7 separate regions of the Mus musculus genome follow, and all the other regions are linked to region 3. The links are chromatin contacts, called in public HiCAR-type and promoter capture Hi-C maps. All regions are on one chromosome and are shown on one strand. Each heading gives the region's core, a stretch centred on a gene start, on an enhancer-like site or on the middle of the called end of the contact. The rest is flanking DNA. Distances are from core to core; before and after follow the strand shown.

Region 1 (4,029 bases), core at 91-2,590, 760 kb before region 3:
GAGGTGCCATGGTGGGAAACGCTTTTAAGCCACCACATGGGACGTGGAGAAAGGAGAATCGGGAATTCAAGCACAACCTTGACTACCTAGTGAGTCTGAAGCCAAGCTGAACTCAAAGCATTAAGAGTGATCTTGTTTGCTACTAGTAAGCTGTAGGCGGGGGAGGGGAGTCTTTACTCCTCCCCTTTCAAAGTCACTTTCAAGTGTTTTGGGTCCAGACTTTCAGTACCTGGGAAACTAAAAAAAAGTTTCCATTGAGCCTGGCCTGGGGAGCCCTGACCACCTTTCCCTGCCCTACTGCAAAGGCGCCCCCCACATTGGCTGTACCTGGGGGAGCCGCCTGAGGATGAGGCAGACATGGTTAAGCATCAAAGCCGCAAAGATGGGCAATTGGGTCGGCAGGCTCTGCTCAGGGGGACCCAGAGGGGCTGGCCAATGAGAATCTCAGGGGCCGGGCATCAAACGTCCTCTCTCTGAGGGGAGGAGGGTGGAAGCTTTGGGGGTGGCAGTTGGATGAAAACTTGGGAGGCGCTCCTCTACTGTCCAAGTCGCACAGCAACTGTCCTGCCAAAGTGGGGAGGGAGGGAGACAGGAGAGGCTGAGCGACCTGCGGGGTGCCGAGTGCGCCGCCAGGAGGCAGGTGGAGGGCGCGGCAGGACAGTGAGGGGCCACGTCACTGAAAGGAGGACAACGACCAGCATGCCCAGACCCCACCCGGGAAGAATAGCGGGCCGACGGCTACTAGGGTTTAAACCTGAGGGCTGCCTGGAGTGCGAAGAAGGTGAGAACTGCTAGGCCCCAAGTGGGCCCCCCAGGGGCGGGAACCCGCACAGGGAGCTGGAGGGATCTTCGGGACAGTGCCTGGGCAACTGTCTCCTAGGTGAAGGGGCGTTCCCGGCAGAATAGCTACCAGGGAGAACCAATAGATGGAAGGGGTGGAGCGGCGGCCTAGGCGGGGCGGCATGGAGAGCCAGACCGCTCCTGGATCACCCACATCCCTGGAGCTGGTCTGGAGGGTCCCCGGAGGCCTGCCCACCCCGAGCGCATGTAACTGCTGCGGCCCAGTCCGCAGAGAGCAGGGGTGGCCTCCGGGGAGGATGGGGCGCACGGCCACCCACCAGCGGGCAAGAGGGGACGGGGTTCTGCCCATAGAAGGGCGCAGCCCTGCCCGAGGACAGCAGAGGAGGGAAAGAGCGCTGCCGATGGCCCGGAGAGGACGGAGGCGGCCGGCCCGCCCGTTAGCGGGAGGAGGAAGGGCCCGCGCCCAACGAGGAGCGGGGCGGGCCGGGTTCGGACGCAGGAAGGAGCGCGCCTAGACTCGGGGACGGTGCCCGGTCGAGCCAGCCCCGGGAGCGCGGGGCTTGAACCCGCGGCACTCTACGCCCTGCCCCGCCGCGTGGCCTCTCACCAAGAGCGGCACGGCTGCGCCCAGAACCGTCTCCTTATGAAGTCGTTGAAGTCGGAGGCCAGGGTCGTGCCATGGAGACGCCGCGGCGGATGCAGTCCGGCTCCCGCGGCGGCTCCTCCCCGCTTCCGCCTCCTTTTCCGACAACCGGTCGGCAGCTCGCCCATTGGCCAGTTCAAACCCCCCCCGGAGCCTCTCGGGTTTCGCCATTTAGGCCCAGCCCCCAGCGTCACAGAGATGCCCCGCCCCACACGGGGACGCTCCGCCCACTTCTGGGTCACGAGGCCTGTCCACCGCCCCGTCGTCAGGGAGACACGCGACGCCTCCCGCGCCAGCCGGCCTGGTCTTGCCCCACCGTTCAGGCCACCGAGTCCCCTCCGCCATTTTGCCCTGGTCCTCCTGAATCCTGAACCCTAACGCGCTCCCCTCGAAACACAGGAGGAAGCTGGACGCAGAGGGCGTCTGTACAAGCGACAGGCTGGGGCTTCTGGAAAGCCATTCCTATGCCTCGGCCGCTCAGTGCAGACAACTTGTGCACACTCCACAAACTGTACCCCTCTCCCACACGCCCCAAACCGAAGGAAGAGGCCGCACTCCCCACGCCCCTGCCGCCCTCCCGCACACCGTACGCCGCTTCTATACGGACCTGCTCTGCTGAGGTTCTCTCTGCTGAGCCGCCATCTTCTCAACTATGCTTCCCTGTTAGCCAATCGTGGGGGACTGTCACGAGGCTCACGTTCCCGCCCTGGATTCTGGGAGACTTTAACAACCTCCGGGCTGGGTAGACCTCATTTCCTTGACACCTTAACTCCAACACAGTAGTTGTGCTCCCACCAGCTCCTCCCTGGAGCGTGAACTACCTTCCCACCTCCACAGCCGGCAGGGCAGTCTTACCATGTCATATTTGTTCGTCAACCCTTGACGGTTCATTTTGTGCGTGCAACCCTGGCTGGCCTGGAACTTGCTGCGTTTGAGCAGAAATCTGCCTATCTCTGCTGCTTGCTGGGGTTATAGGAGTACACCAGCAAGCCGAGCCTTTCTTCTTCTTCTTCTTCTTCTTCTCCTTCTCCTTCTCCTTCTCCTTCTCCTTCTCCTTCTCCTTCTCCTTCTCCTTCTCCTTCTCCTTCTCCTTCTCCTTCTCCTTCTTCTTCCTTCTTCTTCTTCTTCTTCTTCTTCTTCTTCTTCTTCTTCTTCTTCTTCTTCTTTCTTCTTCCTTCTTCTTTCTTCTTCCTTCTTCTTCTTCTTCTTCTTCTTCTTCTTCTTCTTCTTCTTCTTCTTCTTCTTTCTTCTTCCTTCTTCTTCTTCTTCTTCTTCTTCTTCTTCTTCTTCTTCTTCTTCTTCTTTCTTTCTTCTTCCTTCTTCTTCTCCTCTTCTTCTTCTTCTTCTTCTTCTTCTTCTTCTTCTTCTTCTTCTTTCTTTCTTCTTCCTTCTTCCTTCTTCCTTCTTTCTTTCTTCTTTCTTCTTTCTTCTTTCTTCTTTCTTCTTCTTCTTCTTTTTTTCATGCCAGTAATCTCAATGAAGGAGGGAGATGGCCATGAGTTAGTTGAAGGCCAGTCTGTATCCCTCAGTCCTACCTATCTCTACCATCCTGAGGTTCCGCAAGAGCATACAGCTGGGGACAGGAACTCCGAGTTAGAACCCTTGCCTGACCTGAGCAAAATCCTAGATTCAATTTTCAGTAACACGTGCGTGTTATAATCTCCACGAATCATTGTCTCCACTCTGTCCAGCAGTTCTCTCTAGACAATTACCAACAGAGGCTTTTCCAAACTTTTGTCTCTTCTGCATTCCATACATCAAGTTCCCTATTTCATAGAGAAAAAATCTACCAAATGAAATTCCCTTAATATCTACACACTTTCCCACCCTTAGCTGCCCTTCTGGTCTGCCTTCAGATGTATGTGTGCTTCTTGCTGCCTAAGATAAACAACCTGCTTCAAGGTGCAGCTCAAACATGTCTGTAAAGTGTCTCCTTTGTAAACACGATGGTACATAGCTATAATCTCAGAATTCTATCAGGAGGCTGAGACAAGTTGATTTGGTCAGGAGTTTGAAGCCAGCGTGGTCTACATAGCAAGACTTTTCGATTTAGTTAAAATAATGAAATATCCTTTTGCTACTTCCAAATGGAATTGTTGCTCATGTCTTAGCATGTCCCTATTCATTGAACTAAGTCCGTGCTACATTCAAGGCACATTAGCACCTGCCATTCAGTCTCAGAGGAGTACATGACCTATCATACTAATGAAACCAGACAAGGAAAGCTTTTATGTTGTCTATTCCATACTAAACAGTCTAAACAGTCCTCCCTGTTAGTCAGCTATTTCTGACTTTTGCAATAAAAGGTCTGAAAATGGACGGTATTGGAGGAAGTCCGGCCGGCGGTGGCAGACACCTTTGATTTCAGCATTTGGGAGACAGAGGCATGCAGCTCTATGAGTTTGAGGCCAATCTATTCTACAGAGCTACTTGTAGGACAGCCAAGGTTACACAGAGAAACGCTGTCTCAAAGAGCCAAAAATAATAAAAAGAGGAGTCATTCCTGAGGTGCTAGAAGTTAGGAGGTTTGGAAAATGATGACAGAAGCTCAAGGACACCACAGTAAGGTGAAATGAGGAAGGAAG
Region 2 (3,810 bases), core at 1,010-3,509, 950 kb before region 3:
GCAGGCCCCACTGCATGTGGATAGACCCAAACAGAGCTGTAGAGACAGCAGTGAGCCGGGGACACAGCCTGACCTCGGCCAGTGCCTTTCGGTCCTGCATCCTCTGGCCACCAAGCAGCTTCACCACATTCTTGGCACCTGCAGCCACAGCAGCCTCTACTCGAAGTCGGTGCTGCAGCTCCTCTGCCAGCAAGTCGGGGCCTGCAGGGCGGAGGTGAACCCTTAGCCTCGGCCATCGAGGGCCACCCTCCCTGACCTGAGAGGCCTCACCTGGCTCTGGAGAGCCACTGGACTCCAGGCTGCTTATCTTCATCCGGAGCAGGGCCACCTTCAGTTGACTGTCCTTTAACATCTGCTGGGCAGCCGCCAGGAGCTTCCTCTCCTGGGGAGGTGACACTCGCCCCATCAGAAGGGGCTTACGGCAGACCACCAGGGCCTGGGTGGGGCTGAGCCTCCCCTGTTATACCAAGGTTCAAGCTCCTACAAGGAAGATACTACAGGCAAGCCTCCCTTGTTGAACTAGGTAATGGGGGGTGGAGGCTGGCGGGGTGAGCGGAACCTGACACTCATCAGTTTGACAAGCTAAGTAGTAAGGATTCTGTCAGATGGAGAAGAGAGGGTAGGTTGCCAAGAGCTGGACGGGCAGCCGGCTGGATCTTCCGCTAGCCTTCTGTTGTTGGGCTTTGCTGACAGTGTGGGTCAGAGACTTGCCTCACCCACCTACCTGTACTTCTAGCATTAGGTGAGGAGCTGGGCCAGGGTAGCATTTCCCTGTTGGCACAGGGTCTGGCTGGCTTTGTGATCCTTATACCTGAGAGCTACGTCTCTCCCATCAGGTAGATGAGAAGCCAGGCCTACCCCTCTTCATCAGACGCCAGCCCTTACCTTGGGGGTGCCGCTGGCACACGTGTGAATCATATTCTCAGCCCCCTGCTTTACCTTTAGCTCTACCTGCAGCTGCCTATGTAAAGCCTCCGAGAGCCGAGCCCTGGACTGCTCCGCCCGCGGCTGGGGTTCCGAGGTCACTGGCTCTGCAACACAAGGCTAGAGTTCAGACCCCGGGGAAGCAGCGCTTGCCTTTTTCCCTTCCCTTCCGTATAGACAACATGTGGATGATATAGGGTGGTCAAAGCCAAGGCCAGGATTGTGTTCGTGAGTCTCCCGTTCCCAGGTTTATTCAGACTCCTCGCTCACCGGCTGAGGCTGGCAGCAGAACTTGGGCATGCAGCTCCCGAAGCTCGCCATGCAGCTGCTCCAGGCGGCGGTTGGAGGCCCTAAGCAGTTGCTGCACATGACCCAGGTGGCGTCGGTCTGTGGCCACGCGCCGCATGTTCTCCATGCCCTCCTTGATCTTCAGCTCCTTCTGGATGGCTCGGCGGACCATCTCTTTCTCATCCTTGGGGGCTCTCTGGCCAGTCCCAGGCTGCAAAGGGCAGAGAAGTCTTAGCCTACCCTGCTCCACAGCAAAGAGGGAACAGATACAAAAGGCAGAGCCCCAGAGTGTCTCAGAACCCTGCAGTGTCTAGCTCCTGTCTCCCTTTCAAAGAAGGGAGAGAGAAAACAGACCAGGTTCGCCCAGTGCCTTCTGGGTACTGAGGTTTACACTCTAACAACACACTAAATTCCCTTCTCCTTGGTAGTAGTCGCTCTTTTGTGGTCCTGGGGAAAGAAGCCACAGCCTGGAGCGTGCTAAACAAGAGCTCTGACACAGACCCACATGCTTAGCTCTCATTCCTATTTTATACAGGAGCAACAAAGAAAGAAGAGTTAGGTGGCTTGCTCACACAGGCAACACAGAGGAGTGGCCACTGTGGATCGAGGGACAGTGTGATCCCATTTTCTCCCAGCCTGCCACACTGCTCTCCCTAGGTCTGAGAAGCAACCGGAACCTGGGAGGTAATGTAGGCAAAGAATTCACTCTAGGTCCCCTGCAGGAGACAGCCAGTGGCCCAAAACACCACAACTTATTTCTTTTGCCTTACATAGTGTGGCAGACAGGTGCTGTGGCAGAAGTGGCAAGCAGGAGCTACAGCTGTTCACCAGATTAGAGGCACCATCAAAGGCAGGGAGAGAAAACTTCTCGGAGGCTGACCTTATTCCAGAGCAACTCCTGCTGACCCCCTTCCTATCCCCAGGATCCTGGAAGCCACACTATTTTATCCTTACCTTTCGGTGTTCCATCTCCTAAGCCCCATGAAAGAATGGCTACTCTGTTTAGGGGCCCCAGGCCTCAGCTAGGTTGATCGTCCTGCCTTAACTGTCAGAGGGCAAGGGCGAGGCTCAGGAAATCCTTTGGCTGCCCCAAGCAGGAGGGCCAGAGCCAAAGGCCTGAGCAAACAAAGCTCTTACAGAGCTGGGGGCCTGCTGGCCACCGGGGTCCTGAGTCACCTCGCTGCCGCTGCTGCAGGGCGGAGGCTCACAGGAAATCGGAAAATGTGTATAAGCTAGACAGGCCGAGAAGGATCTCCGGAGGAAGGGTACTGGGAGGGGTGAGATCCAGCCTTTCAGGCTGCCTGAGGGCTGCGGTGCTCCAGTCTACTGCACTTCACCTTCCCCTCAAGTCCTGACTTGACACTAGGGTGTTATCTTCTACATAAACATCTCACCTCACCTTTAACTGTCCTGGCATAGAACAGTATCTCTCTCTCCTGCTTAAGTGACACATCTAACCCGAACCTCTCCACATTGTGGACCCCTCGTTGGACCCAAGAGTTCCTTGCACAATGCTGAGCCAAATCCCTCTAGTGGCCAACTTGTTCTAGCCTGTGGGTGTGGTGTATTGGGGACAACGCCCACTGCGCGCACAATCTTGTCCCCGTTCCCCGTCCCTCCGCTCCCCCCACCCCCTCCCCGCTCCCCCAGTCCTCTTGGAAGGCTGTATACTCCAACCTTTGCGCTCCTGGCAAATTCCCACCTTCCTGCAAGTCTCTAGAAGATCGAATTTTAGGGAACTTGACCTATCTTACCCCCACCCCCACCCCCGGTGGCATATTCCACGGTAACAGGCGTGCTGCCGGGCTGGATCTCCGTCACTTCGGGGACCTGGGCACCAGAGCGTCTTAACCCAGGGCTCAGGCAGAGAGGCCAGAATAGTGTGAAGATCCGAGCACCGTGTGCTCAGAGTTGCAAACACGGTCGCTGCGTGCGCTTGGTTCACCTGGCGCACAGCCCCCTCCGGCTCCATGGCGCCTTGCCCGCCAGTCCTCTCCTCCACTGCGGTTCCGGAAGCCCGGGTCTCAGTGCCTGACTTTCAAACTTGAAACTTCCCGGGAAGTGGCGCGGGACACGCGGTCGGGCGCCCCCTCCGGAGACTCGCGCGCCCCGCAGGAGCTGGGGAGCAGCGCCCCCTCCCGGCCACGCGGGAGCAGCGTCACGCTCTGCACCGCAACTGTTCTTAGAGATGGGAAAGCCGAGGGCCATTTCTGCTCTAGCTTTGCCCGCAGCATGCGCTGGGGCCTGGCCTGGTCACGGAGTAAACCTTGACCCAAATTATGGCCAGATCCAAATAAGATACGAACTAACTCAGACTTGTGCAAAACGCATTTTCTGACTCAGCGGGAGTCAAGGTTCTGATTTAGCATAAGGATGTCCACAGGGGCTGAGGAGGAAGTTCAGTAACTGTGTGCTGTGAGCATAAGGATTAGATCAGTCAAACCAACCTTGTTGGTTTTTAAGGGGCTGGGAGTGAGGGCAGGACTTCTCCGGTGGGTAGGATTTGCCCAGAACATAGGGGGTGGGGGTTTGCCCTCCAGGTGTGGTCGTGAAGACCCTATGGTGCCTGGTGCAGAGGGCCAGACAGAACCGTGGTTG
Region 3 (4,307 bases), core at 98-2,597:
GACACCAACTCCATCTCTAGAGCAGTAACCTCAGGATCACCTTGTCCCTCTCCTCTGCTGCATCTGAGTCTAGCACTCCTCCTTTCTTGAGTCTTCCTATTCTTTCATCATTTGCCCGAATTACTAAGTCTAATCTCTCTGCCTCACCTGACCTACCTCCAAAAATTCCTAACAAAATGCTGCCAGAGGTTACTGCACACATTAGACTTATTTTAAAAAAAAAATTAAAGATTTGTTTTATTTATATGAGTACAGTGTAGCTATCTTCAGACACACCAGAAGAGGGCATGTCAAGGTATGGATCTATGCCACATTTTTAACTCTAGTACTTATCAAATAACTAAAAAAGAAGTTATTGTTTAATAAGACAATTACCTTGACCAAGGTCCTACAGAGAAGTGATGCTCTTTGTGATTGCTGGGCTTATCTGTGAGATGTGGCTCTGCATTCAGACAGATTCACACTTTGGCCCCCAAAAAGAACATTTCTGAAATTAAAATAAAAACTGATAAAATGTCCCTTACATTATGCATCTCACCTGGGCCTTGTGTCATCTAATGAGTTACCTAGGTCAGGTTAGATCCACACACTACTGGGGGGAACGGCTTAACACTGATCCCCCCCCCCAACTTCCCTAGGGACTGTTCTCCTCCAGGGGCCAAATAGGCACTTGATCACATCCGCTGTGGGCGTACGGGAGGCTGTCCACACCGCAACGCCTGGTACGGCGGGGAGGGCGTCCGGGTGCCCATGCGGAAGCGACGCCAGGACAGAGGGTCGGATCCTTACCCGGGAGGCCTCCCTCGCCCCGAAGCTAAGGGTCCTCGCTGTACATCGTTGCCCAGGGCCGGCGGTGCTGATGCCAGAACAGCAGAGATCCGGGGGCGGGCCTCGCTTGCAGGAAACACCAAGCGCTGCCCGCCCTTGGTAGCAGCGGCAAGCCGCCGCTCTCACCAAACGCAGCTCTCCAGAAGGGTCACAGCAGGCGCCCGCTCCCGCAGGCCGCGCGCAAGTTCCCAACGGCAGTAAGCCGCGCGCCCCTCACCGCGCACGCGCTCTCCTCTCCTGCTCGTTCGCCCGCTCGCGGCTTGTCCGCGGCGCGTCTCACCCCGGCTAGGCCCGGCTGCAGCGCGCTAACCCACCTCCATGCCCCCCGCTAGAACAGCAGACGGAAGGGCAAGGCGACGCCCAACGCCCAACCCGCCGCTGCCGCGAGAGCGGACCCCGCCCTCAGCCCGCCCCCGCCAGAGCCGGCTTGTTGTGGTACACCAAGGGGGCGGACCATGGGGGCGGACGGGAGGTGGAAAGTGCAGCAGCGGGGAACAACCGGCCTGACCGCTGAGTGGCGTCACTTCCGGAACGAGGGGGGTAAGTCCGACCAATCAAGGACTCCCGTCCAAAGGAGCGGTAAATTAGCCGAGGAGCCTGTCCCCGCCCCTTTCCTCGTCCCGCCCCCTTTCTCACCCCGCCCCTTCCCCGACCCTCTTCGGGGAGATGCTTACCTGCTGGTTCCCTTTGGGCTCTTCCGCTCCCCAACGTCCGCGACGTCTGTCACGTTTCCGTCCGAAACCTAAACAATAAAATGTGTGCGTGATTCTGCAAGGGCGCCCCAAGTCGAGGGCTCTGCCCGTTTCCGACCCAGAACAGGCTCCGATAATGGAACACAGTCATGTCAGATTTCCCAAAGGACAGTTGGGTGGCCCAAAACCTCTCCTCCTCAAAAACGGAATTTAGGAAAAAAACAAATCACTTTACAAGCCCGGCAGCCTGTGGTCCCTGTACTCAGAAGGCTTAAAGCCAGCGCATCCAGGCCCAAAGGCCAGCCTCGTACAGAAAGCGATTTCGAGGCCTACATTACATTCACCAAAATTTTAAAATTAAAATAATTCTTTTTTTTAAAAAGGAAAGGGTGTGATGAGGTTTCAACTCCAGACCTGGAGGTCAGCGATTTGGAGGCCTAAATTAACCAAAAATTAAAAGTTAACATTCTTTCTTTTTCTTTTTTTTTTTTTCCTTTTTTTTTTTTTTTTAAAGGAAAGTGTGCAAGAAAGTAACTCAGGAGCACTCACCTGTCACACTGTAACACTGGGTTCCATTGCCAACGCCACAGAAAAGAACAAGGCTCTTAGAGGTGGCAGGTGGGTCAGAGACCTTCCTACCCTGGAGAACCTTAACGCAGAATGAGAAGCCAGCGCCTGAAGCACGAGGGTAAAGCTCTAAGGAACGTTCCAGAAAAGGGGGTGTGGTTTATAAGGCAGCAGATGACCGTTAGAGGGGCTTTAGCCAATCAGGAAGCGGCAGTTGAAGCTGACCGTTATTTTCTCCCCCCCCCCTTTTTTTTCATTTCGTCAAAGGTTTCTATCAAAATCAAAGTTGCAGAAAGTGGTTTCAAACTAGAAGCACTATATGTATGCATGGTTTTTAAAGTAACACATTTATGATAGTTTTTTTTTAAACAAGACTCTTGATAGCTAACTGAAATTTTCAGAAATGAGGGGAAATGATAGAAACTACCCGCAGTTCCTTGTCCCTGATGATACAGATCCTGGCAGAATTCGTAACCCAGATTTCAGACTTCAGCAATATACCATGCTTTATTCGTGAAAGGACATAAATGCTAAGTTACTCTTGAGTGTAAGAAACACAAGTCTGACGCTGGAGCGAGAGCTCAGCAGTTAGGAACACTTACTGATCTTCCAGAGGACCCAGAGTTAATTTTCTAGCGCCACATTGCAGTTCACATCTGTCTGAAACTTCGGTCCTAAGTGATGAGAACAGATGCCCTTCTCTGGGGCCGGCAATGGGTGCACATACAAGCAGGCAAAACACTCCTACACATAAAGATGAAATAAAAAGCAAATATATAATAATTACAAATAAGTATTACGTTACATTATATTTTTAGAATTATATAACATAAAATATAAATAATATATACACATGTGATTTGCTATAGAATAACTTAGGCCTGGATACCCTCCAAAATAATTATAAGGTGCACAAAAATGTTTTGACTTATGAAATCAGGACAAAACAAAAAAAGGTATAGACTAGCAAAGATGTTTTCCTTGTAATAGTATATTTGCCTTTATACCAACAGTAATAAACATGGTCTTTGCTACTTCTGTGGATTAAAATGAAGACATTTTCTGCAGCCCACAAAATGTGTACTTCCATCCAAGCTTCTTGGCTATTTCTTTAATCTTCCCACCCTTGTTTTTTCTACAAACAATAGAACAAGTCCAACAAACTTTTAACTTTGCATGATTAGATTTTAGATTTTACCCTCAGTCGTAGTAGCACTTAGGAGATGGAGGCAGGAGGATCACCAGGAGTTCCAGGTAAGCAGGGGCTATAGAATGAATTCCAAGCCACATAGGATGCAGAATGAGACCCTATCTCAAAAAGCTAACTAGGAGTTTGCGGGGCCAGATGCCCCAGTCCCACAGAGAAGATCCATACCGCTCTCAGCCTTGGCTGGAGGAGCTTCTTTTTGCAGTGGGTGACCGTCAATGCAGAGACTCATAACTGGTCAACGTGCCTGGTGTAAATGAGTTCTCAGGTGCAGGGAGTCATCTGCATCAACCTCCCTCTAGCCAAGCTCAAAGAAGGCAAAAAGAATGTAAGAACTGGCAGACAGGAAGGAGAGCTGTGATGCTGACTTCCGGACATGACTGGTGGATGCATGAGATCACAGCATATGTGCTTACCAGCACAGCAGGAAGCCAGTCAGAATTCCAGCACTGATGGGGGTGGGTAGGGATCCCAAAGCCCCACCCTTATCAGAGGAGCTACTGGCAGTTGATGGCAGTTGAAGAAGAGAAGGTTCACTATCCTTTGGGAGGATGGGACTGTTGGGAGCTTGCTTGTTCCCTGGTGGATGGCCACACACCTATGTGAACGTGGGTGGCTCTAACCAGCTCAGGATGATTAGTAGCAACAAATAAAAATAAAGAGGATATGAAGCTGGGGAGGAGGGGGCAATAGGGAAGTTGAAGGAAATGGTGGATGAAATATCAATATCCATTAATGTGCAAAGCTTTCAAAGAATAAAATATTATTTTTTCAGCCAAATATATAAAATTGACCCCAAGGAGATGAAGAACCCTAATCATGTACAACTCCTAATGCCAAAGTGGGAGGAGGAAGACCACCGACCCAAATCATCGTGGCCAAATTAATTAAAGCAATTAAGGCAAGCTTATTTATTCGTGTACACAGGCTGCCTCCCCTTAAGGTGGGGTTCAAGAAGTTAGCATTGGATGTGAGGAAGACTAGGTTTTTTTAATAGCTCAAGGATAAGGGAT
Region 4 (4,192 bases), core at 1,659-4,158, 810 kb before region 3:
GTGCGCCACCACGCCCGGCATAAGTAAGCTTTGAACATGGTAAACTTATGTTGTCTTTTAGAGACAAAGATCACGTCCTTGCTGGCTTTCTGTTAGAGTAGCTTTCTAGGTGTTCACCTAAGAAACTATCCAAAACAAGACTTCTTCTGGCTCGCAATTCAGAGGTTTCTGTACATGGTCTCATGGTTTCTGTATATGTGTTTCCTGGTTCTGGGCTGTGTTAAGGCAGAACATGACAGCAGAGGCATGTGGTGGGAAAAGCAGCCACCCTTAAGTGGAGGAAAGGGCCAGGGTTAGATTTAGGAAACAAGGACCCAGTTCTTGCTGTTAGCACTAGCGACTGCTCCCACCCCTGATAAACCATGAGATTATGGCCCGTCCCGTCTATGTATCTCTCTGAAGAGAATGACCTACTTTCTCAAAGCTGCACCTTTCAATGTTGCCGCAAGTGGGACAAAGTTCAACACAGAATCCTCTGAGGGACACTTGAGGTCCAAACTCTAACACACCCAACTTTGGAACCAATATTAAATTTATAAGCCACCAATAATGAAAATAATTTAGTGTCAGAATACAGGCTAAGAATGGAGTTGTACACACCGGGCGTGGTGGCGCATGCCTTTGATCCCAGCACTCGGGAGGCAGAGGCAGGGAGATTTCTGAGTTCCAGGACAGCCTGGTCTACAAAGTGATTTCCAGGACAACCAGGGCTATACAGAGAAACCCTGTCTCGAAAAACCCAAAACAAACAAAAAACCCCAAGAATGGAGTTGTACGAGAATTCTAAGTACTTGTGAGAAAACTCCAAGAAAACAAGAGTCTTGTGACCTCAGTTTCAACACACAGATGTGTTCTCAGAATATGCACTGCCCCCTCCTACCTGTAGCAGATAGGAATGGGTTTAATTCAGATTATTCATTACAACTGGCTAATATTCATTTAAATTCATCTAAGGAAAAAGGAAAAACGTTTTCCCACTGGTGGCTTGTCCTTGTGACTGAATACAGTACCCAGGTGACTTTTCCCTCAGAGTATAAGTTATCTGAATCTCTGAGTAAAGTTAGTTATCATATGAGACATCAGTCTTCCTCGTTTTTTACGCCCTGCTCTCCCAGGTTCATGCTGCCAATGAGAACAGTCAACAGGGAACGCTGTGTATTATGACATCAACTTTGCTATGTTGTTCCTCTCTCTCTCTCTCTCTCTCCCCATTCCTGGCCCTAACTCATTTACATTCCATCTTCCCCAAAAGGCTAAGAAGCACAAAACTTTCGTTTCTTTGTTTGTTTGTTTGTTTTAAAGACAGAGTTTCATTATGTAGCCCTGGCTGGCCTAGAAGTTGCTCTGTAGACCAGGATGGTCTTGAATTCACAGGACCCCACCTGCCTCTGCCTTCCAAGTGCTGCACTTAAAGGTGTGCACCACCACACCTGGTGTTACACTGCTTCTCTTTAATAAACTGGTGTTTCTTCTGTGCTGGGGAGATAGATTAATGGGTAAAGTACAAGCAGGGAAGGCCTAAGGTTTGACTCTAATGATCCTTATAAAAATGGCATGGTGGCATGCACTTAAGAGTTCCAGCACTAGGGCTGGTGAGATGGCTCAGTGGGTAAGAGCACCCGACTGCTCTTCCGAAGGTCAGGAGTTCAAATCCCAGCAACCACATGGTGGCTCACAACCATCCATAATGAGATCTGACTCCCTCTTCTGGAGTGTCTGAGGACAGCTACAGTGTACTTACATATAATAAATAAATAAATCTTAAAAAAAAAAAAAAAAAGAGTTCCAGCACTAGAGAAGAAGAGACAGGATGATTTCTGGGACTACTGGCCAGTTAATCCTAATTGATGAGCTCCAGGCCAATGAGGGACACTTGCCTCACAACCCAAGATGAGGCCTCTGAGACTCAAGACCTAAAGTTGATTTCTGGCCTCCACACACATGCGCATACACGCATACCAACAGTGGATGATACGATGATATGGGAAACAAATCGTCTCCCCCAAGTCACTGTCATGTGACTAAACATTTCAACCTTGCAGCCAACAAGTCTTTTGTCTTAAGCAAATTAAGCCTTACCTGGGTTCCATTTGGTGATGAGGGTGACGGGGATTGTGGGCTACTTCTGACAGGAGATTTTAGTAGTGAGGATTGGTACAAGCCAGATGCAGATCCAGAGGATGGTGAATTATCAGAAGAAGGAGCACTCTCTTGCGTGTGGCCTGAGGTGTTGGGTAGGATGTGATCTACCACCCATCCAGAGTAAGAAGACAGTTTGGGAAGAGACATGCATTCTTCCAAAACATCCTAAAGAGAAGAAGGTTAAGCCTATTTATTTGTTTTTGTTCTTCTTGTTGTTGTTTTCTCTTTTTGGTTTTTCGAGGCAGGGTTTCTCTGGGCATCCCTGGCTGTCCTGGAACTCACTCTGTAGACCAGGCTGGTCTCGAACTCAGAAATCTGCCTGCCTCTGCCTCCCAAGTGCTGGGATTAAAGGCGTGCGCCACTATGCCCGGCACGGTTAACCCTATTTGTATGTCCATTGGTAAGTATAAGACATTATTACATGTGATGCTTAACAGCTGAAGGCCCAAGCAAATAAGTTAATACAGAAGATAAAAAAAAAAAGGATCGCAGCCCGTCCCGTCCCGTTCCCACTCCCGGTCCTCCACCGCGGTCACTAGGGAGCCTGCTAAACGCGGGCCGCGGGCCGCCGCTCACCTCGTAGCGCAGCAGCCACTCGCGGTCGTAGCGCAGGCGGCCTTTGCTGGTGTTGCGGAGCGCCCTCAGAGTTTCCCAGCAGCGACCATCGGACGGCATGGCATGTCACCAGCTGACACGACTGACAACAAACCCTCGAATCCGCCGCCGAGGTGGCGCCGCCTTCCGCTTCCGGGGTGTCCGCCCCACATCCGGCGCAGCCTCTCCGTAACGGTCGCAGAACCTGTCCGTCAGCAGCGCCCCGCCCACTAGTGAGCGCCGCCCCCTGGCCAGAGCAAGAATGCGGGATTGAGGCTAAACTAGCGAGCCTACGTGGATCTGAATCTCAATGTAATTTCTCGCAGTCACAATTGCCAGGGTGATGCTCTGCGGTTTTTGACCCATCTACTGCTCATGAGTCCGTGACAGCGGTTTGAGGTGGATAAGAACCTCAAGAGAACAAGCAGTATTTTTTCTGTTCGGGCGTTAACAGTCCTTACTGTCCTTGTGGTGGAGCCTGGTTCATTTTCCAACACCCCATGATAGCTCACAACAGAAACTCCAACTCAGACGGTTCCATTGCCCTCTTTGTGGACTTTTACTCTACGCACGCACATCATACATACATACATACATACATACATACATACATACATACATACTTTTTTTACTAAAAAAAAAATCTTTGGACTTCTAATAAAATATTTTACAAACGTTAATACAAGAGTCCCCCAAGAATGATCTGGGTGAAGCGTTACATAACTTAAATCCCAGCACTCAGGAGGCAGAGGCAAGCAGATCTCTTGAGTTCCAGGCCAGCCTGGTCTACAGAGTAAGTTCCAGGACAGCCAGGAAAAGGCCTAGCTAGGAAAAAAACTTCCCAGGAATGGACCCCAATCCAAACAGTTCTACAGCTCAACACTGTGGTGCACAGCTTACACTAGTTCAGAAAATAGAATCGAAATTACATACCCACACATGCATGTGGTGGTCTACATTTGACAACTTTTTTTTTTTTTTATTGAGAAATTGTGTAGGAGCCAAGGCATGGTGGTGCATGCCTTCAGTCTTGGCACATGAGAGGCAGAGGCAGGGGATCTGAGTTGAAGACAAGGCTGGTCTACATGAGTTCTGAGCCACCCAGAGCTATATGGTAGGACCCTGGCTCTCAGGAAAAGGTATATTTATTTTCAACATGTATGAAAATGTGCATGTGATTACCGTAGGTGCCTTCTAAGACCAGAGGAATCGAATGTCAAAGGAGCTGGACTGTTGCTGGTGGATGTGACCACAAATGTGGTCAGCACCTTAGCTGCATTTCTCCAGCCCACCTTGATAAAGTCAAGGTTCTTTCCTCTGTGTCCTGGATGGATGCTTCCCCTCGCACAACCAGTAGTTAACCAGTGAACTCTCTCCAGCGCCAATCTCTGGAATTTTGGACTTGGGTGAGAGTGGCTGAGATGCTATAGTTACCTGAATGAGAATGGCCGCCATA
Region 5 (3,726 bases), core at 714-3,213, 740 kb before region 3:
AACCAGACTTTATTGGAAGCAGGTCCTGAGGCCTCCCCCATACTCTGTAGCCAGGCTTTCTTACCAGGATGTAGTCAGCTCCCCAGTCCCTGGCAAAGGCCAGTGCTTCCTGCCTCAGCTCCATCAAAAACTGATGCCGTTCTTTGGTCCAGTGCTTGGGACCCTGTTCATCTGGGTAGGACCTGAAGTGGAGAAAGGTGAAATGCTCTCTTGAGAGAGGGGCCTCTCGTTCTCTGCATAGAATAGACATGCGTGCTCTGGGGGCTGTGCCCTGGGGAATAGCTGTTCACCATCTTCCAGTACCCTTGCCCTCGGTTAACCACCTGGCCTCCTCCTCAGGCTTCCAGACGACAGTCGCATAGTCCCGACCCACAGCAGCCAGCCATTCCCGGAGCATCCCTGTGGTGTTGTCCATGTTGTGATCTGTGGCACACCTGTGAGCACAACACAGAATGACTGTCCTGAGAGCGATGGGGCAGAGTTGTGCGCTCCAGTGGAGGTGCTGGAGGATGTCCTGTGTAGCCTCAGGCAAGGTCCATGCCTCTCTGTGCTTCACGTCTGTCCTTCTAATTTTGTGCATTGTACTGTGGGAATTGAACCCAGAGACTTGTACACATCAAGCAAGCCCCTGACCCCTGAGCCATCCTCGGCCTGAGTGCACTTGAAAAGTCCCTTGAGCTTAAAGATTGCACCTGCCACGTCCCTTCACTTCCGTCCCTCTTCATGGCTCCACACATCAGGCCTTTTCCAGCTCAGAATCAGACAAAACAGTCATTGCCTTTCTCTCCTTACCTAACTCCCCCCAGCTGTAATTAGGCTCACACCATGCTCCGACAACCCCTGAGAAGTGTTAGTGGTGATCCAAGTTCTGTTACCATGGAGCACAGCTTTCCCTCTGCTGGGGAGGGGGCTCTAGTAATGGAGGTGGAAGGCTTAGCCAAGAGCCCAGGTTTTAGGCGATGCTGTTCCTTTAAGCCAATTCCCCAGAACTACGTGTCAAGTCTTACAGGGGTGGGAACTAACTAACTCCCCAAGTGTGGTGGCTGTGGGCAGCCTCCCCAGGCCACAGCTCCACCCCAGCCCAACTTTGGTGTGCTGTGAGGAGTACTCTATCTCCAGCCTCTGCTCAGGCTCCTCCCTGTTTTGACTTTTTTAGACAGGGTACTGCAACCTCTGATCCCAGCGTCCCATGAGACCACACCCTTGGCTATCAGAACCAGCCAGCCCCTCTCTCTACCCAGAGAAGCTTAGCAGTACCACTCAGAAGGGCACCCGAGCATGCCGCCTGGAGCTGAGGGTTCCCTCCACCTGCTCTCTAGAAACCTCCAGTCTGACTGATCCTTTCTATGCTGGGCCCCAGGGGATTCCAGAGGTTCAGTCTGTTCTACCGCACATCAGGCAGACCACAGGTCTTTACTGCGATGTACTGCCGAGCCCCAAGGGCTAGGTCAGAAAGGACAGGCCTAACTGAAACCCAGGGGAAACCCGGGAAGCCGGGGACGCCCGAGACATGTAGGGAGCCCAAAGGAGGGGTGAGTGTCCCTGGGCTGAACCCTGGCCTCAGAGGTCTATTCTTGCCCCGCGGGGTCTAGGAATACTGTTGAAGGGCTGTCTGGGAGGGAGGAGCTTGTTCGGGTTGTGTCTGGGCAGAAGTAATGAGGCCTCCAGGTCAAAAGCCTTCCTGGGTCCTGGGGCTTGATGCCCATATGCACCCACCCCTGGATCTCTCACCAGAGGGCCAGCCTGGCCCGGGGGTAGTCCAGGCGCTCCAGCGCACCCAGGTAGTGGGGCAGAGAGTGTTCAGCATTGCGGGCCAGGATGGCAAGGACCACGGTGGGTAGCGTCGGCTCTGTGACACTGGCAGCCCGGAGCTGCTGCCCCAACAGGAGCAGCAGAGGTAGGAGCCGCGCAACGTGCATGGCGGGACTCGGTGGCTGTGGAGGGCCCCGGGTTTCCCACCACAGTAGGGAGGGGGCGGGATGGGCGGGGCATGGAGGCGGGGTCTTAGAGGGGCGTGGTTACTGCCTTGGGGCCCCTGCGCCCCTCTTAGGCGCCTGTACGCTCCGCTGTCCTCTTCTCCGCCCAGGCCCTAGAGGTCCAGGGTTAGGCACCTGCTCCAGACGCGTCCTGGGGTCCGCCTTCTCCGTGTGGACCTCGGAAGGCGTTGGCACGGAAGGAAGGATCCGTGGGCCATGGTGGACCGCTTGTACCATGGGCGTTCATCTCACTCCTGGAATACTGACACCCGGGATTCCCGGCTCTCTGCCTCTCAGCCGTGGAGGCTGCAGTCTTCGCGAGGAGCCCAGGTTCCCGCCCCCTGCTCCATCTGAGACGCCCTCTGGCGGCCTGAGGCAGTAACTCCACATACCCAGCAGATGACGCGATGAGTTGGAGAGCAAGCCCAAGCTTGGGGGAGAGGACTGAGTGCAGCTGATCTGGCCACTTCCGCGACCTCGCATCACCTCCGCAGGCTCCGGCCCTTAAAGCAAAGCCCTTCTTTCAATTGCTTTGTTTGTTTGTTTGTTTGTTTGTTTGTTTGTTTCGAGACAGGGTTTCTTCTCTGTGTAGCCCTGGCTATCCTGGAACTCACTTTGTAGACCAGGCTGGCCTCGAACTCAGAAATCCACCTGCCTCTGCCTCCCAAGTGCGGGATTAAAAACGTGCGCCACCACCGCCCGGCTTCAATTGCTTTTTAATACAATAAAATTAAAGATTGCATCTTTAACTTCCCAAATAAGACCTAAGCAACATCATCACATTGACTCTGAGGAGCATTTCGTTTGACACAATGTGTTTGTTTTTTCTTTTGAAAGAAGAGTTATTTGGGAGGGGATGCACTTGGTCCTGTGGAGGCTTGATGCGCCAAGAAGGAGGATACTAGAAGGGTGAGGAGGGAACAACGGGTGGGTGGGTGGTTGAGCTCCCTCTTAAAGGCGAAGGGGAGGGAGGTGGGATTGGGGAGATCCTGGAGGGAGGACTGGGAAGGGGAACAACATTAAAACATAAATAAGGGCTGGTGAGATGGCTCAGTGAGTAAGAGCACCTGACTGCTCTTCCGAAGGTCCGGAGTTCAAATCCCAGCAACCACATGGTGGCTCACAACCATCTGTAACAAGATCTGACGCCCTCTTCTGGAGTGTCTGAAGACAGCTACAGTGAACTTACATATAATAAATAAATAAGTCTTTAAACAAATAAATAATAATGATAATGATGGTAATAATAAAGCAGAGCCCACTCCGACTGAGGGTAGGACTTAGGGGTCACCACAGAACCTCTGATGGCAACCCATCCCGCTTCCAAAATAGGAGATACAGCCTCCTTTGGGACAGAGCAAATCTTGGGACTCTGTTAGAATGAAAGGGAATCTCCAACCTCTCTTAGGAGAGAAAAAAGGATGAGGGAAAGGGGCTTAAGATATTCTTGCTGGGTATCTGTCACCAATCTCTGACAGTCACTTTCCCTGAGTCTCCTGATTCTCACAGGTAAAACCTGACTGATGATGGCTAATGTGAAGGTTTGCTACAGGGAGACCTTGAGCATGAATGCACTTGAGGCGCGCTCTCTCTCTCTCTCTGGGTAGGGAGCCTGAGCCAGGCCTCTGCATCCATCTACCTTCCCTCTGCCTGAATGGTCTGCTTTCCTAGATAGAGCTGCTCTTTAGCTCTTCGGGACACTAGGAAAGTGGAAGGACACACTCCCTCTATTGAGAGAGGATGGAAGGAG
Region 6 (4,242 bases), core at 451-2,950, 700 kb before region 3:
AGAGGCAAAGAAGGTAGAGGCTAGAAAAAAAGTAACTGTATGGGTCTGTAAACTCTGAGGGCAAGGGTCTGGTTTACTTGATGACGTCCTTACTGTTGCCAGCACAGTATCTGGCAGAAAGATCACATCTCTGCTGAGTAAATACCACGTCTCAGTGAGAATGAAAGGCAAGTTGGCTACCAACAGACATTAACACTGAGAGCCTGTAACTTCTTCCTTCTCAGTTCTGCTGAAGCTGGTCAAGGCATCAGGAAGTCCCCTCATAGCCCAGTTTGGGAGGTGGGAGGATACCGTGTTAGCTGGGCTAAGGTTCGAAGAGGTAAAGCAGTCAGGAAGCCAGACCAACCTAATTGGATCCAAGCAGCAAGACAATATCATCAATTAAACTGCACTTAACATTCATGAGACTACTCCCTTCCAAGGGACAGAAATGCTGAACACTGCAGGGACTAGACAGAGTGCTATTTATCTTTGTATCCTTGGTGTCTGGCTCACTGCCTGGCACATGGTAGGCACTCAATAAATGACTGGTGAATGAACTGCCTAGTGAAGGGACAACATGAAAGGAATGGGGGGCATCCAAGGCGAAGAAAGGCATTTGGAAGGAATTTTACATCTCTCTCTACCCTTGAGTTTCCCTTCACTTCAACCTTGGCTTCTTCATCTACACACACACACACAAACACACACACACCCCTAGCTTTTCCATAAGATTCTAGAAACCAACCACCCATCTCTAGAAGCCTCAGTTCTTTGTTCTCAGCTTCCGAAGAAGTCTGTCTTCTGCAGGTTTTGAAACCATGACAAGCATTCTGTGTGTTGGAAGAACACAATGGTGATTTGAGACAATCTTCACTTTTCCCCGTGTTCCTTCAAGTAGTGATGTGTACCCGGATTCTGAACCTTTTCACAGTAAGGATAATATACTACCAATGTTAGTCACTCCCTCCGTGGCAGCTTATTTACCCCGGTAGCTCCTCTGGACTCTGCAGAAGACACTTACCAAACTACTTTGCAAAAGATTAAAATCTAATTAAAACTCCAAGGTATGCCGGGCGGTGGTGGCCCACGCCTTTAATCCCAGGACTTGGGAGGCAGAGACAGGCGGATTTCTGTGTTCGAGGTCAGCCTGATCTACAGAGTGAGTTCCAGGACAGCCAAACAGAGAGGACCCCTGTCTCGAAAACACACACACACACACACACACACACAAGGTTTGAGAAAGAGGAAGGTCCTGTCTTGGCCAAGACTTCCCCTAGGAAGGCACTAGGCGGGAAGACAGAACTGAGATTATTCAGCAGGGTTCGTCTCTACTCGTGCGCTCCCCTTAGAAGCTCAAAAACCAGACAAGGCGAGTCGGGCTCGGAATGGCACGGGTGAAACATGCCGGAAGACCGCCTGCTCACTGTCAATGCCTCCCAGTCCTACATGATACAGAGCAAGGCGAAGGATTCCAAACGCATCTCCCTACCCGTGTGTGCGCCTCAACTCTCGGACTCACGGCCTCGTCACCCACAGAGACCGCGTCAGTCAGAGGCCAGGGGATTATCCCGGCTCTCGGAGGGCGACACAGCCTCGGCAGGCCAAGAGAGGTCCGGAATTCCGAGCCTTATGGCTTCGCTCCATCCCCAAGGCGCCCCAGATCTCACTCACCCGAACTCCACCTTCACACATAAGGGCGCCGCCATGTTTAGGAAACCAAACTAGCAGGACACGCCCTTTAACTTCCGGAGCGCCCGTTTATTTCCGGTCGCCACCAGGAAGCGTAAACGGAAGAGGCGGTACGGGGTGGGGCGAAATCCGTTCGTTACTGCTCAGCTATTGGACGAAGGCACCCGCTCAGTGGGCTGCGGAATTGATTGTCTACATTATTTGCGGACCTGGCCAAAAAAAAAAAAAAAAAAACCGAGCAGGAAGGGACTTCCTGAAGAAAGACGTCTAAGGGGAAATTCATCAGCATCCGATGACATGATTGTGAGCCACGTACTGTTGATCTTTCATTGGCTACAAATCTGTTTTTAAGCCACGCATGGTGGCACACGCCGTTAATCCTAGCCCTCAGAAAGGCAGAGACGGTGGATTATGTGAGTGCCAGGCCAGCCTGATCTACGTAGGGAATTACAGGACACCCAGGGTTCAAAAACAAAACAAAACCAAAAACAACAAAGAACCCACAAACAAGAACCCTGTCAACCCAGCTAACATCGCTTAAGGGAGTAAAACGAGGTAACTCCAAATTCTTGTTTCTGACCCTGTTGTCTCTCTCCGGAGCTGCCATCTTACTATGCAAACATCTGTGTCAGATGATGAATTGTATGTCTTCTACTCCACGGTTACTGAGTTAACAATGTGTCTGGCAGATTGGTCCTGTGGAGAGTCAGTAATAACGGCTGTAACTGAAGTTCTTGTCTCTAGGTCTCTCCGTGTAGCAGGGAGACGGGGAGACAGCCGTAATCAAATGTACAAACCATGCTAATAAATGTGAAATCCTAAACTGAAATAAATTTTCCGATGTTAGAAAATTAGAATTATAGAGATTTGTGAAAAAAACGCTAGGGCTGTGGAGATGGCTCATCTGATAAAGTACTTGCTGGGCAAGTGTAAAGATCAAAGATAAGATCCCCAACCCAAGTGAAATGATGGTTAGCATGGCAATACCAGAGCTAGGGAGGTGACGATGGCTTCCTCAGGGCAAGCTGGCAACCTACACTAGCCAATGAGCAAGCTCTGAGTTCCAGAAAGACCCTGCCTCAATACATAAAATAGTGGACTACAGAGATGGCCCAGAGGTTAATAGCACTAGCTACTATTCTAGAGAACCCAGGGTTGGTTCCCAGCACCCACATGGCAGTCCTCAACTTTAACTCCAGTTCCAGTTACATATATTCAGGCAAAAACCAGTACACTGAACCGGATGGTGGTGGCACATGCCTTAAATCCCAGCACTTGGGAGGCAGAGGCAGATGGATTTCTGAGTTCGAGGCCAGCCTAGTCTACAAAGTGAGTTCCAGGACAGCCAGGGTTACACAGAGAAACCCTGTCTAGAAAAACAAACAAAAAACAAAAACAGTACACTGAAAAATATAAATCATATATATATTGGAGAATGATGATTTAGGAATACACCCACATCCACAAACATGAAGAAAAAAAAAGATAAGAAAAATGTCAACTGGAGATGTAGCCCAATGGTACAGTGCTTGCACCTGCTCAAGGGTCTGGGTTTGGTCACAGTACCAGGTGGTATACATATGAGAAATACCAAAGTGGACTGTCTGGGCTCTAAATTTTTATTAGAGTTAGCCAGGTAGTTATGAGGAGAACATAAGTTGCAAACTAACTGGAATATCGAGGGAGCAAATTGGAGAGCAGAGAGCTTGGCCAATGGTAAGGCTAAAAATGTAGGCAGGAGGCCAGGCCGTGGCGGGACACACCTTTAATCCCAGCTCAGGAGGCAGAGGCAGGCAGGTCTCTTGAGTTCCAGGACAGCCAGGGCTACACAGAGAAACCCTGTTTTGAAAAAGCAAAACAAAACAAAAAAGTAGGCAGAGCCAAGCTATGTCTTGTAAAGTCTGGGAGAGAAGGAAGGCTATTGAAGCCCTGAGGAGGAGGGATGGAACTGTTCTAAATGCATTTTTTGGGGGGGGGGGGGTGTAGGAGTTGGCAAATTACCTGCCTAGAATACACAACGCCCTGGGGTTGGACTCCAGCGATGCAGAAATCAGTGGCTATGCTGTTGTCTACCTGTGATCCAAGCATGCAGAAGTAGAAGTGCACGGTAACCCTCAATTAGGGAGGAGATACTGCCTAGAAAAGGGAAGGAAAGGCATGATGGCAAAGGCCTTCATGCCAGCACTCAGCAAGCAGAAGCAGACTTGTCTCTGTGTTGAAGGCCAGGGCTATGTAGAGAAACCTTGTTTTAAAAATAACATGTCTCAGGCTGGAGAGATGGCTCAGCAGTTAAGAGCACTGACTGCTCTGCCAAAGGTCCTGAGTTCAATTCCCAGCAACCACATGGTGGCTCACAACCATCTGTAATGAGATCTGCTGCCCTCTTCTGGTGTGTCTGAAGAGAGCAATGGTGTACTCATATACATAAAATAAATAAATAAATCTATAAAAAAAATAATAACATATCTCAGGCTGGAGAGATGGCTCAGCAGTTAAGCACACTGGCTGCTCTTCCAGAGGCCCTGAGTTCAATTCTCAGCAACCACTTGGTGGCTCACAACCATCTGTAAT
Region 7 (3,706 bases), core at 214-2,713, 840 kb before region 3:
GACACCCCCACCCTGCCATCTTTGATACATTCTGTTTTACTTAAGTCCAATTGCTATGACAACGCAATTTCTGAACACATTATTAAAATACTTCATATGGTTGGTTTCTCTTGTATTCCTTGACAGTCATAATAATTAGCTTTTTGAAAATACCAAGGGTAAAGAACAAACGACTTAAAATGTTTTGGGTCTCTATATAGAAAAACCTGATTATCTGAGAGGCTGAGGCAGGAAAATCCTGAGTTTGAGGCCGGCCTGAGCTATTCAGCAAATTCCAGGCCAGCTGGAGTTACACTGTAAGAGCCTGTAGAGAGAGGGACAGAGACAGAAACAGAGAGATGAAAGTCAACAAAGCCCTATGAAGTGTAGCAGTTCGAAATGATTTCACCCTTTCTGGGACATTCATTTAAAACACACCGACCCTTACTTACATAGAAGCCCTCTTGATGTGTGTGTGTGTGTGTGTGTTTGTGTGTGTGCGCGCGCGTGTGTGCATATGTGTGTGTGTAATTCTAGTACCTGAGAGGATTTTAAAATCAAATTTTTCCTGGAGAAGCATTTCATCAAATTTGCAGGGATAGCTTCAGACAAAAGACTGTTCTATCACTTCACACTGGCACAGCAGTAGAATTTGACCAAAAAAAAACCCCCAAAAAACAAAAAACCCAGAAGCCTTCGACTTAATGTCTTATATAGAAAGAAAAGAGCTGTAAGCTATTAAGTTATTTATTGGATTTGGATCTCCTCCAACCAAGCGGCACCGCATCTAACTATTATACTGGAGCAGGTCGGCACTGGAGAGAAAAGACATTTATTACCAGGAAAGAAAAAGGAGGCCTTTCTGCGGCCGGAGGGCCCGGGACCGCCACACAGGATGAAATTAAGGTCAGCGAGCCCTTCACTGCAGACAGGAGGCTCCGAGAGGTGCGAGCGCCGCAGTTGCGGGCGACGGGCGGTGCGGGGGCGCTCGCGGGTGGGTGCTGCCGAGGACCACCCCCCGCCACCTGCCGCGACGGGTGGGGCCGCGGGCGCAGGAAGGGGCCTTCGCGTACCTTCGGCGGACCGTGACACTCCAGGTCGCCGCCCGGCTCTGCCGCGCCCCGCAGCCCACGCGCCACAAAAGGCGGCGGCGGGGGCCCACGGAGCCGCCCGCGAGGCTCCGCAGCTCATCTGTCCACATCGCTCCGGTGCTCGGCCTCCCGCGGCCTTTCCCTTCCCGCCCACCGCCCTTTCTTACCGGCTCCTGGGGGTGAGGGGCGTGGGTCGCCGCGCTGAGGGCTGCTGAGGAAAAAGATGCGCCGCCGCGGCCCCTGCCTCACGCCGTTCGCTCCGCAGCGGATAGTGACGGCGGCGCGCGCGCACTGTGGCTTTTATAAGCGGCCGCGCGCGCCCCCGCGGCGGCCGAGCGCGAGCGTGAGGGAAGTGCCCCGGTTGGCGACGCGAGAGGCGGGACTCGCTGCTCCACTGCAGTACGGAGAGGACCGAGCGCGTCCGGAAGGAGCCGAAGCTGCGGGGCGGGGTGGTGGGGGTTGGGGTAAAGGACGGGAACGCGCTTGCGAGGGGTGCGGGGCGCGGCACAGAGCGGAGCAGCCGCCGCAGCCGCCCGCCGCGGCGTGGGACCCGAGCAATCCTGCCCCGCCCAGTCCGCCCTGCAGAGAATCTGTGCCGCACCCCTCCGCCCTGGGAGCCCTTCCGAGACTGCGGCGAAGGGCAGGGCGGGGCCCGCCGCCGCAGTCAGGCTGGGGATGTTGCTGCCCTGGCCGGAAAGACGCCCTGTCCCTTTCGGATGATCTCACTGGAATGTTGGCTCCCTCTTTGCACTTTTTCTGGGGGAGGCTTGGCTCTGGAAGACCCAAGTCTGCCTGTTCTGGTGGGGGATGGGGCCAAAAAAAAAAAAAAAAGATGATATAAGGATCCGTGTTTGAGGAGGTGGTAGGGAAAAAAATCCCGGTTAGGGAAAAAAAAAAAAAAAAAAAAGACTGATTTGTGGCGTAAGACTTTATTTCAGGATATGGAGAATTCTTCAGCAATCTTCCTGTTGCCAGTAGACAGAGTGTATTCGTCCCAGTTGATAAACGACATTACTATTTCTTTCCCCAGTATTAATTGAACTTTGCTGTTTAGCTGACACCGCACGTGCTTTGGGCTTTTAATCTCTGCTCTTATTTTACAAGGTAGATGTTGCCTTTCCCATTTTACAAATTAGCATCCTGATGACATAGAAGGTAGCTCTCTCCCCAGGTCAAGCACGAAGCAGCAATCAGAGAACCTAAGATTTGAACACAAGCGTTAAGCAAGTGGGTGCTAGACTTCTGAGAAAAGGAAAACACAATTTCTGTAATTTTTTTCTTATACACAACCCTTTTCAGGGCCTGGCTCTGAACTAAACTCTGTAGCCAGGCTCCCCTACTGCAAAAGCTCTTTCCCTTCCTCCATTTTGGGTGACAGCTGTGTGGCAACCATTGGAGTAGCACCCAGCTCATTCCTGTGTAGTCAGGCAGCTCTGCCAGGCATCAGCCTCCTGGTTACCAAGCCACCCTCCTATTTAAATAATTATAAAGAACTGGGCATTGCTCCAGAACTGGGATGAGGCCCAGTCCCAAGCTTCCTGGTCCTCTGCACTTTGGTTTCTGCTGAGCCTAGGATCTGCAAGGTGACTTCTAAGCTACTCTGACTGTAGGCATGATGGTGAAAGAACATTCCTAGTCATTTTCCTTGGAGAGGAGAGATTTAAAAAATAAAAAAAATAAAATAAAAAGGGAGTGGCCACAGCTCAGCGGCAGCTTCACAGACTCCTGAGATCCAAAAGGCAGGTGCTTGGAGGACAGCATTTAATGCCATCTTCTTTACAGAGAAAACTGGTTGAGGAGCTACTTCCTGGACTGGGCTTTTTTTCCTTTTCTTTTTTGTTTTTCCAGACAGGATTTCCCTTTGTAGTTTTGGCTGTCGTGAAACTTGCTCTGTAGACCAGGCAGGCCTCAAACACAGAGATCCCCCTGCCTCTTTCTCCTGAGTGGTGGGATGAAAGGCATGCAGAAATGCTGTGCATTTCTGAAAACAGCTGATGGTGACCATAGTAACCACCTCTTCAGTCAGCTGCAGCAAATTTAAAACTCAGATGTTCAGCACTGGGTACAAAATGGCTAGTATAACTTAACTCTCCACAATGTCTAAGACCTGATACTTCGGTGGCAAGGGCTCTCTGGGCTGGGCTCCATACTGAAAATAGGGGTTCTACTGTTTCTCCCAAATGCCAAACAAATCCAAGACCTAAAGGGAGCTCTCTTCTGACTGGGAAACTAAAATCCTGCTGGTTGGTCCATTTTCTGATCGGAAGAATGGTCAGGATAACGGCACCCACAGGCACCCACCCTGTTCTCATCTGGCAGGAGAAATGAGCCATCAAAAAGCCATTGCTCATGGTTTCTATTGTTGCTCCCCTCCCTCCCACCAATTTCAGCGCATGCCTCACACTATTATGTGTGGGCATGGGGAAGGGATATTGCAGATAATAACCTTGTTTTTAATGAGAACTTCACAGGGACAAAATAAAGCAAGCACAGCCCAGTGTGACAGCGCGGTTCCGCTCCACGTTCTTGGCCACACCTCTACTGGCCTCCTTACAAGCAGAGAATCCAAGAGAATTCTAAGCTTCTCTTGATTACTGCAGCCCCTAGACTTAAAACTCTAGCTAGCCCTGGTCCCC

Evidence for each region. Promoter capture Hi-C pulls out the DNA fragments that hold promoters and counts their contacts. HiCAR-type assays count read pairs that join an accessible place to other places.
Region 1: a contact with region 3 is called in a promoter capture Hi-C map of pre-B cells, with 4 times the contacts expected there. The contact joins the promoter of Odf2 here to the promoter of Setx in region 3. A contact is called at or near these places in 7 of 39 promoter capture datasets (the 3T3-L1 cell line, the C10 cell line, the HPC-7 cell line and 4 more), 1 of 484 Hi-C or Micro-C datasets (embryonic stem cells), 6 of 115 datasets of contacts at active chromatin or transcription factors (astrocytes, embryonic stem cells, kidney and 2 more) and 1 of 9 other capture datasets (liver).
Region 2: a contact with region 3 is called in a promoter capture Hi-C map of pre-B cells, with 3 times the contacts expected there. The contact joins the promoter of Pkn3 here to the promoter of Setx in region 3. A contact is called at or near these places in 1 of 39 promoter capture datasets (pre-B cells), 1 of 484 Hi-C or Micro-C datasets (CD4 T cells) and 1 of 9 other capture datasets (adipose tissue).
Region 4: a contact with region 3 is called in a promoter capture Hi-C map of liver, with 2.7 times the contacts expected there. The contact joins the promoter of Gle1 here to the promoter of Setx in region 3. A contact is called at or near these places in 2 of 39 promoter capture datasets (liver and pre-B cells), 1 of 115 datasets of contacts at active chromatin or transcription factors (bone marrow-derived macrophages) and 1 of 9 other capture datasets (liver).
Region 5: a contact with region 3 is called in a promoter capture Hi-C map of liver, with 2.4 times the contacts expected there. The contact joins the promoter of Cercam here to the promoter of Setx in region 3. A contact is called at or near these places in 4 of 39 promoter capture datasets (the C10 cell line, liver, neural stem cells and 1 more) and 2 of 115 datasets of contacts at active chromatin or transcription factors (astrocytes and kidney).
Region 6: a contact with region 3 is called in a promoter capture Hi-C map of liver, with 2.0 times the contacts expected there. The contact joins the promoter of Urm1 here to the promoter of Setx in region 3. A contact is called at or near these places in 5 of 39 promoter capture datasets (the 3T3-L1 cell line, the HPC-7 cell line, cranial neural crest and 1 more) and 5 of 115 datasets of contacts at active chromatin or transcription factors (the NIH/3T3 cell line, astrocytes, embryonic stem cells and 1 more).
Region 7: a contact with region 3 is called in a HiCAR-type map of astrocytes, with 4 times the contacts expected there. The contact joins the promoter of Sptan1 here to the promoter of Setx in region 3. A contact is called at or near these places in 3 of 39 promoter capture datasets (cranial neural crest, liver and pre-B cells), 1 of 484 Hi-C or Micro-C datasets (B cells), 5 of 115 datasets of contacts at active chromatin or transcription factors (the NIH/3T3 cell line, astrocytes, effector CD8 T cells and 2 more) and 1 of 9 other capture datasets (liver).

The regions. Positions count from the first base shown.
Region 1 is chr2:29,887,301-29,891,329 of GRCm38.p6, reverse strand. Odf2 (outer dense fiber of sperm tails 2) reads right to left here and starts at 1,340. Exons shown (of 21, transcript NM_001369060.1): 1 at 1,119-1,340; 2 at 328-564. The coding sequence starts at 359.
Region 2 is chr2:30,077,147-30,080,956 of GRCm38.p6, reverse strand. Pkn3 (protein kinase N3) reads right to left here and starts at 2,259. Exons shown (of 22, transcript NM_153805.2): 1 at 2,167-2,259; 2 at 1,195-1,423; 3 at 886-1,031; 4 at 271-382; 5 at 74-201. The coding sequence starts at 2,181.
Region 3 is chr2:29,122,032-29,126,338 of GRCm38.p6, reverse strand. It overlaps Setx (senataxin), which reads right to left and starts at 1,347. Exons shown (of 26, transcript NM_198033.2): 1 at 790-1,347; 2 at 376-487.
Region 4 is chr2:29,934,125-29,938,316 of GRCm38.p6, reverse strand. It overlaps Gle1 (GLE1 RNA export mediator (yeast)), which reads right to left and starts at 2,908. Exons shown (of 16, transcript NM_028923.3): 1 at 2,719-2,908; 2 at 2,080-2,307. The coding sequence starts at 2,817.
Region 5 is chr2:29,867,731-29,871,456 of GRCm38.p6, reverse strand. Cercam (cerebral endothelial cell adhesion molecule) reads right to left here and starts at 1,963. Exons shown (of 12, transcript NM_207298.2): 1 at 1,732-1,963; 2 at 324-434; 3 at 65-182. The coding sequence starts at 1,919. It overlaps 2600006K01Rik (a long non-coding RNA gene), which reads left to right and starts at 1,046. Exons shown (of 3, transcript XR_003954007.1): 1 at 1,046-1,897; 2 at 2,087-2,885; 3 at 3,062-3,106.
Region 6 is chr2:29,824,847-29,829,088 of GRCm38.p6, reverse strand. Urm1 (ubiquitin related modifier 1) reads right to left here and starts at 1,700. Exons shown (of 5, transcript NM_026615.4): 1 at 1,654-1,700. The coding sequence starts at 1,688.
Region 7 is chr2:29,963,317-29,967,022 of GRCm38.p6, reverse strand. It overlaps Sptan1 (spectrin alpha, non-erythrocytic 1), which reads right to left and starts at 1,463. Exons shown (of 57, transcript NM_001177667.1): 1 at 1,238-1,463.